2 separate regions of the Mus musculus genome follow, and region 1 is linked to region 2. Evidence: chromatin contacts called from public promoter capture Hi-C data. All regions are on one chromosome and are shown on one strand. The core of a region is the stretch at or near the end of the contact, and the rest is flanking DNA. Distances in the headings are between cores, read along the strand shown. Region 1 holds the start of Ncln (nicalin). Region 2 holds the start of Ap3d1 (adaptor-related protein complex 3, delta 1 subunit).

Region 1 (4,123 bases), core at 355-2,854, 750 kb before region 2:
TCCTCCAGTTCAGGTTCTCTGTCTCTGTGTGGGGAGGATAGAGCCACCCACTCCAGGTCTGGGGCAATCTCAACTGGTCCTGTAACCCCGCAGCCTCGCCCTTCCTGTTCTGAATCACGGAGATATGCTGTGGCAGGGAGCTGTGGACCCTACCATGTGATAGTGCAGCTGCAAGCCATGCATGGCTGCATAAAATTCATTAAAATGAACGAAACCTCCACATTCCGTTTCTCAGTGTATTGTAACCGAGGCGCGCTGGCAGTGACTCTAGGATGGTAGGGATTGTCACAGTTATAGATGGCAGAAGTTCACGCTGTTGGACACACATCATCTGTTTTCTTTTCTACACTTTCAGTTCTGATTGTCTGTGGCCTCGGTATACAGTTGGCAGTTATCACTCACCCGGGGGAAAGGACCACAAGTTTGAGTCTTAGAATCTGTTTTCTTACCTAAGGCAAATGGTCTTCAGAGAAGGCACCATCCCCAAGTTCTCCACAGGCTTCGAAAGCCAGCACTCACCAGTCGCGAATCTTACTCAAAGTCAGTTCATGCCAGTTTGCATATCAAATTCCCACCTGTGGCTGCCAGTGGGTGGGTGGCAGTGTCTGGTCTTTTATTTCTTATTTATTGTATTTCTAGAGGTGTGAGTGACATATAATTTTAATTCACATCTTAACTTACCCCAAGACACAGGGACTAGTCAAATCCATTGAAGTTGCAATAGGGCAAACCAAAAATGTTAGGTTAAATATGTCCCAAGTATGAACAGGGATACTAAAGACCTCCCATCGTCACACTAGTCTCATTTTAGCTATCTTGATCTCCCCACTGCCATTAAAGTCCGCGCCAATTCTTGCCTTCCTACCTTACCACCTGCCCCGAATATTATTTTTTTAACCAGCTTTTCACTCATTCACTTAAATCCTGTAGAACACCTGTAGTCAGAGTGTCTTGTGATCAGAGAGCTAGCACCTTCAAGACAAAGGCCTCACCTCTCTCTCTTTCTCTTTTATTTTATTTTATTTTATTTTCTCGCATTCTAATCCCCTCTCCTTTCAAAGACTAAAAGAACGACTCTAGTTCCCATATTCCTTTGTGCTTGCCCGATAGGACTACAATTCCCAGAGAAACAAGGCACCAGGCGGGCACTTTCTCTTTCCTTTCCTACATCTTTCCGGGTCGAACGGTCACGTCCTGCACTTTAGGTTTTGGATTGTCCTTTCATTAACGACTCCAAACATGGGGCTTAAACAAGATTTACTGGGAATGGTTTTTAATAGCTTTGTAAGTCATCTGTGTTTTGCGGCTTGGATGAGTTCAGTAGCAGTAGATTGTCCACCATAGCTTCTAGGAGCGGCACAGTGGGACTACAACTTCCAGGGGGCTCCGCGCATAAGGACTGTCACAGCTTCCGAGAGGCCCTAGTGCGAGTCTAAGTGTGCCTACAACTCCCAGGGTTCCACAGCGCGCGGAGCCGTTTAAAACGAGGCTCGCTCACAAGAAAGACTACATTTCCCAGAAGGCGGCGCGGCAGACAGGGCCGTCCGCAGTGCTGCCCGAAGGACCCTAGGGCAGGCGCGGGCTGTTCGTGGCTCTCCCCGAAGGACCTCAGCAGCCGCCCATGCCGAGCTGAGTCCGCCGAGCCTCGGCCGCTTCCCGTCGCCCTCCGTCGCTGCCGCCTTTGCGGCCTGCCGCCCGCCGGGATGTTGGAGGAAGCGGGCGAGGTGCTCGAGAACGTGCTGAAGGCGTCGTGCCTGCCACTCGGCTTTATCGTCTTCTTGCCCGCCGTGTTGCTGCTCGTGGCGCCGCCGCTGCCCGCCGCCGACGCCGCGCACGAGTTCACCGTGTACCGCATGCAGCAGTACGACCTGCAGGGCCAGCCATACGGTGCGCGACCCCTGACCTCTTCTCTTGACGCCGCCGTCCCCCTTACTGCCACACTAGTCCCCCAGTCACTGCGATCCTCCCACTGTCAGGCAGAGGAACTCCGACTGCTATCCCGGTCTCCCCATTGACTTACTGTTCCTGGCAGCTCTGTTCCCTCAGTTCCCCTGCTGTTTCACTGACTCCTGTCACCCCATCCCATCATCGCCACCCTGATTCCTATCTCTCCTCGATCCCATGTCACCCTGATCCCTCTCTGTCAGCGGTTGCCTCAGACCACTCTCAGGCCGGCGTCAGCCCCCGGGCCTGGTGTCCTGGGGTTTCCTGGGGCCTTGGTTCCCACAGTACCATACTTTCACCCCTTTGCTCTGCTCCCCACTCCTCGCCAGGGTTCCCCAGGATCTCTGTCCCCATGCCTAGGTTTGGGGCCTCTCAGAGCTTCCCGCACCCTGCTCTTTGGTTTGCCTCTCAGCCTTGATACTGTCTTTGCCTGAATGCCAAGGCCGGGCCCCCATTTTTGAGCGGGTGTGGCAGCCTGGTGTGTGCACCCAAGCCTATGTGGCCCCTATACCCAGAATTGCATTAATTTCTCTTTAAAACTGTGTTGCCATGGCAGGGGTCATGTTGCTGCCCCAGCTCGGGGAGCTCTAAGGGGTCGAGGCCAGGTGGCTGCCCAGCACCTTGCAGGACCCAGAACAGTGGCCCCAGAACAGTGCCCTGGCATGTAGAGCACCCTGGGGTGGGGGACCTTACCCTAGGCCAAGGAGTAGGTGGCCAGGTGTCCCAATGTCGTAAGCATTTGCTTGCAGATCCTTGTGGCCTGGTATCTTCGGAAGGGCCACCTGCTAAACTGCCACTGTGGGGTGTCACTGATGGCGGGGGAACCGTGGACACCACTAAGCTGTGAAGCATAGCTTCTGAGCTCCCACAGTTGTTCCAGAGCATTCCGCGATCTGGAGGGCAGTTCCTAGACCATGCATTTCCATGTCTGGGTCTCACATGCACAGAATCTTGGGTGGGCCGGTCTGTGAATAAGCTCATGTATTGTGGACCAGATGCCTAACGTGACTTTCTCACCCATCCTTGGCTGGTTAAGAACTAATGGGCTCTTGCATCTTGTCTACACCCTGGAGGACTCGTGATGGGGCAGCCAGCCAGAGCAGGTCTTTAGAAACCCTGGGCATAAGTTCTTTGAGTTCCTCAGCCCCTGGCCACTCCACAGCCTTTCCGCACCTCTCCTTACCCAACTTCCCCTGGGCCTTGTTGAGAAATAACCAACGCTGGTGGGAAACGAGACTTGTGGGTGTGACTGTGACACCGGCTACCATCCCTCCTGTTGTGGACTCTGGCCTTCTTAGGGCATGTCTTCTTATCATCATGGGCCTTGGAACAGAACTTCAGCATTTTAGCCTTCCTAGTGGCTCGGTGGCCCTCAGGCTCAGCTTTGCCTCACTAACCTGGAGCCAACTGGTGAGGCTTGGCCTCCCTGGTTGTGGATAAAGTTTTATTGTCATGAGGTCATTGACACCACTGAGTTGAGCAGCCGGCATCGGGGAGAAGCCTGCTGATTGTCCACTGCCTTTATGGTATCTCTGAACTGGTGCCACTTGGGGACTGGCTGCCCTCCTGTGGGTAGCACAATGGTTTGGGAGTCCTGGGGACTGGTGCTAGCCAATACTGCCCACTGGGGCTCTGTCACTCCTCACAGACAGCAAAGCTGGGTACAGAGTACCGTCCTGCCACGTGGCCTACAGGATTTCCAGAAAGCACTGTAGGGACCCAAAGGGAGAGCTGCTGTCCAAGCCACCCTGAGAAACCAGGGACAGGTTGAAGAGGGAGAGGTGTTGCCTCTCCCTGATGGGAGTCAGGTGTCTGCCAGGAGGTGCTTGGCCCTTGCTGGCTTCCAGGGAAGTTGTTCCCGGCAGGCCCTCCCTCACCTAGCTCCCTTAGATTCTGCAGTCCTGGAACATGGGGGCTGGGCCTCAGCTGGACCCGTGTGTCCACGTGATAGCCATGTCTGTGGGCTGCAGGTCCCTATCCAGCTCTGCCCTGGAGTGCATCTCACCCCCATGTGTCTGGGGAGACCCCAAGTGAACTGTTCTAGACCCAGCACCACGTACCTTTGACACTTGGGTCCTGGGGTAGGAGGGTTTCATGGTGGTTTGGGTGTCAGCATTCAGGTGACCACCCTGGAGACTCCACAGGACTCGAGTCCCCTCCACAGTGAGCAGTCACTCAC
Region 2 (3,688 bases), core at 903-3,402:
CCCAGTGCAAAGAGAGCCTTTTCCTGGCTGCTTTGGGATCAAGATGTATGTAGTAAGTACTCTCAGCTCCTTCTCCAACACTGTCTGCCTGGATGCTGCCATGCTTCCCACCATGATGATAATGATCTAAACTGTAAACCAGCCCCTGTTAAATGTTGTCCTTATAAGAGTTGCCTTGGCCATGGTGTCTGTTCATAGAAATAAAAGACTAACTAAGATACTGCCTGAGGCAGCTGGCTAGGAATTCCCTGGAACTGGGTAGCATTACAGATGTTTTTGAGTGACCATGTGGGTGCTTGCAAATGAACCCAGGTTCTCTAGAAGAGCTTTAAAACTTAGTGTTCCTGCTGAATGTCCAGAAAGGGAAGTTCAGCCGGGTGTGGTGGCACATGCCTTTAATCCCAGCACTTGGGAGGCAGAGGCAGGCAGATTTCTGAGTTCGAGGCCAGCCTGGTCTACCAAGTGAGTTCCAGGACAGCCAGGGCTACACAGAGAAACCCTGACTCAAAAAACCAAAACCAACCAAACAAACAAAAGAAACAGGTAATCTATCTTCCATATTATTTTTGAAGTGCTGTTCAGCTAAACTGGCTAATTACCTATTCTCTACTCTTATACTCATAGTATAATTATTTAAACATGGGACCACATTCTTGGATCACATGATCCAGGGACTCGGACCTAACCTAAAATGAATGTCTTCTTTGATCATTAATTAGTCCCAAGCCAGGGGACTGGTGAGATGGCTCAGTGGGTAAGAGCACCCGACTGGTCTTCAGAAGGTCCGGAGTTCAAATCCCAGCAACCACATGGTGGCTCACAACCACCCATAATGAGATCTTATGCCCTCTTCTGGTACGTCTGAAGACAGCTACAGTGTACTTACATGTAATAAATAAGTAAATAAATAAATAAATAAAAGTGTTTGTGCACCAAAAAAAAAAAAATTAGTCCCAAGCCTATTTTGTCTTTCAAGTACAATTACATGCTTGTAACACACGAAAGCTCACTGTGTTCCTTATTTAACGTTTGCAGCCAAAGGAGGGGACACATTCTATGCTTAATGCTAACTTTACTATATCTTTCTGGCAAAACAATCTAAACCATCTCCTTAAACTTTCTTTTTTTTTTTTTAAGATGTATTTATTTATTATATGGAAATATATTGTAGCTGTCTTCAGACACTCCAGAAGAGGGAGTCAGATCTCCTTTACGGATGGTTGTGAGCCACCATGTGATTGCTGGGATTTGAACTCTGGACCTTCGGAAGAGCAGTCGGGTGCTCTTACCCACTGAGCCATCTCACCAGCCCCTCCTTAAACTTTCTATCACCTACCCTAACATCTTAAAACTATTTTAATCAAATAAGAAATTCTATAAAATCATTAATTCATCTATTTTATGAAAGTTCATCTTTATATTAATCTGCAGGAGACTTGCCCAATCGAGTGGGCTGTCTCCCAATAAGCAACCACAGCAGACTCTAGGCAGTGAGGGTCTCCTGGTGCCCATTCACATCGTACTAGATATGGGAGGCATATAACAATGAAAAACATGAGGAGGCACTGCAGCACCAAGAAGTAATCCAGAGACGAACGCCTCCGGGGGGCAGTGCCTCTCTAGGAACATGCATCACAGCTGTGCAAAACGGTGGACCATCTCCAGCAAAGTCACTTGCCCACCACAGTTTCTCCTGTATGGTGTCCACCATCCAAGCCTTGTGCTGGTTTTACAGACAGGGTTTCACAGGCCGGCCGGTTGGATTGCTGGTGTGATTGACTCCTGACACTGATTCCCAAGTCACCACTTAAATTCAGAAAAGGCTGGGCTGGATATATTTGGCCAGGACCTTGCAGAAAAAGCTCCACGTGGAGCTCCGCCCTCCTCTAGCCACGCCCACACCAGATAAGACCACGCCCACTGCTGTCATTTAGCGAGTGGGGAGACCTGCTCTCGATTTTCCCTTAGGGGCGTGGTTAGGACGTCTGTGGAGTTCTTGTTCACCAATGAGGCTGCAAGGCATTGCAGAGGAAGGGGTGGGCTGCTAGGCGTCAAAGGGTGGTGTCTGCTTTCCTATTGGGTGGCGTGTGGTTGTCAAGGAAACTGCAATGTGGGGCTGGGCTTTTCGGTGAGGCGGGGCTTCCGGGAGGCTGAGGCTCTCCGTCAGCTGACCCACCGCCATCTTGGCCGCCATTTGCAGCGGCCCTAAGCTGGGAAGGGTCTGTGGAAGCTGGGGGGGGCGGGCTTACTGGCTACCCCTTCTCCTCAGACTGCTCTCCGGCTACAGCCGTCGCTCTGGCCTCCACGGCGTCCCCTCCGCGGCGGCCGGAAACACAGCGGGGCGGTTGCCTGAGGTGCGGTCGCCGGGTCCCCGCACCTTCTAGGGCCGCGGCAGCGGCGTTTCCCTCGGAGGCCGCAGCCCACGGGCCGCCGCGATGGCCCTCAAGATGGTCAAGGGCAGTATCGACCGCATGTTCGATAAGAACCTGCAGGATCTGGTCCGCGGCATCCGCAACCACAAGGAGGACGAGGTGAGCCGGCGCGGAGCGGGGCTGCCGGGCTTTCCCCCCATTGCCTCTGGCCCGCCGTGGAGCCGTCTTCCTCGACCCCATCGCCTTTCCCGTCCTGCCTGTTCCAGAGCTGCGGCTCTGCACAGCCTCTCCTTCCCCTGGCCTCAGTTTACCCCCAGCAGCTTGAAACAGGCGCTGTCCAAAATGGCTCAGGTGTCTCGTCTGTTGTAACTAGGGGCCACTCCCTGAACCTCCAAATTGTCCACTTGGAGCAGTCCTTGCCCTAAAGGCCTCAGCGTTTTAGGTCTTGAAGTTGGATGCCACTGCTAGAGCCTGAGTTTACCTTCTTGAAGAAGACTTACTTAGGCAAAGGTTCCCCCACTTGAGCTAGTTTCTGGATCCCATATGGAGGAATCGGGGACCCTCACAGAAAAATCCTGTCATAGGTCTACGTGTCTCCCATGGAGAAATCCCCTTGTCAGGAAAGCACAGGCCCGGGTGGCTGTCTTGGGCTTCCTTGGGAACCCTGCCAGGTTTTCCTGCCCCAGATCCCCTGAACTATTAGTGTGTGCAGGACCTAGGGGCATCTTGGAATGGGGAAGCCTGACTTCAAAACTGGAAGCTCAAAGAAGGCAGAAGTCAGGGTGTGGAAGCGATTTTTCCAGAAGTTACACTGAGACTACAAGCGCTGCTTCCTTTCCTCCCCACAGCCTGTGACCTAGATTAAGGAAGAAGTGATAGAGTGACTACTTAGTGCCTGGCTCAGTGGAAAGACGCAGGCCTCCTCCTGGGCTGGAAGGCCATGCTGAAAGAGGGTGCCTGTCCCTAGCTGGGACAGTCATTTCTCTGTAGCCCTCTTCCCTTCTACCCTACCTGGTGTGGTTTGTACCCTCCCTGCTCTCCCTGGCTGTTACTTCAGTTGAAATAGCTGGTTGGCCTGCGTTTTGCTGGGTGTGGACTGCCCTATGTGATATTTCCTTTGTACTGTGGCCCTCTTTGCTCTCAAGAGGGCTTCCACATTCCCTTCTTGCCTTCCCGTACAGAGAATGTTCCCTGGGCAGCTGTTCTAGGACCCTGGGGACAGGTCACATTCTAGTTTGAGTACCTGAAACAGACTCTAGCTAGGGACATAACCTGGGCTGGCTCATGGTACTCCTGCCTCAGTCTTCTTAGTGTTG

Evidence for each region. Promoter capture Hi-C pulls out the DNA fragments that hold promoters and counts their contacts.
Region 1: a contact with region 2 is called in a promoter capture Hi-C map of neural stem cells. The contact joins the promoter of Ncln here to the promoter of Ap3d1 in region 2. A contact is called at or near these places in 2 of 39 promoter capture datasets (liver and neural stem cells).

The regions. Positions count from the first base shown.
Region 1 is chr10:81,493,844-81,497,966 of GRCm38.p6, reverse strand. Ncln (nicalin) reads left to right here and starts at 1,604. Exons shown (of 14, transcript NM_134009.3): 1 at 1,604-1,887. The coding sequence starts at 1,704. It overlaps S1pr4 (sphingosine-1-phosphate receptor 4), which reads left to right. Exons shown (of 1, transcript NM_010102.2): 1 at 1-222.
Region 2 is chr10:80,740,739-80,744,426 of GRCm38.p6, reverse strand. It overlaps Ap3d1 (adaptor-related protein complex 3, delta 1 subunit), which reads left to right and starts at 2,152. Exons shown (of 31, transcript NM_007460.2): 1 at 2,152-2,531. The coding sequence starts at 2,436.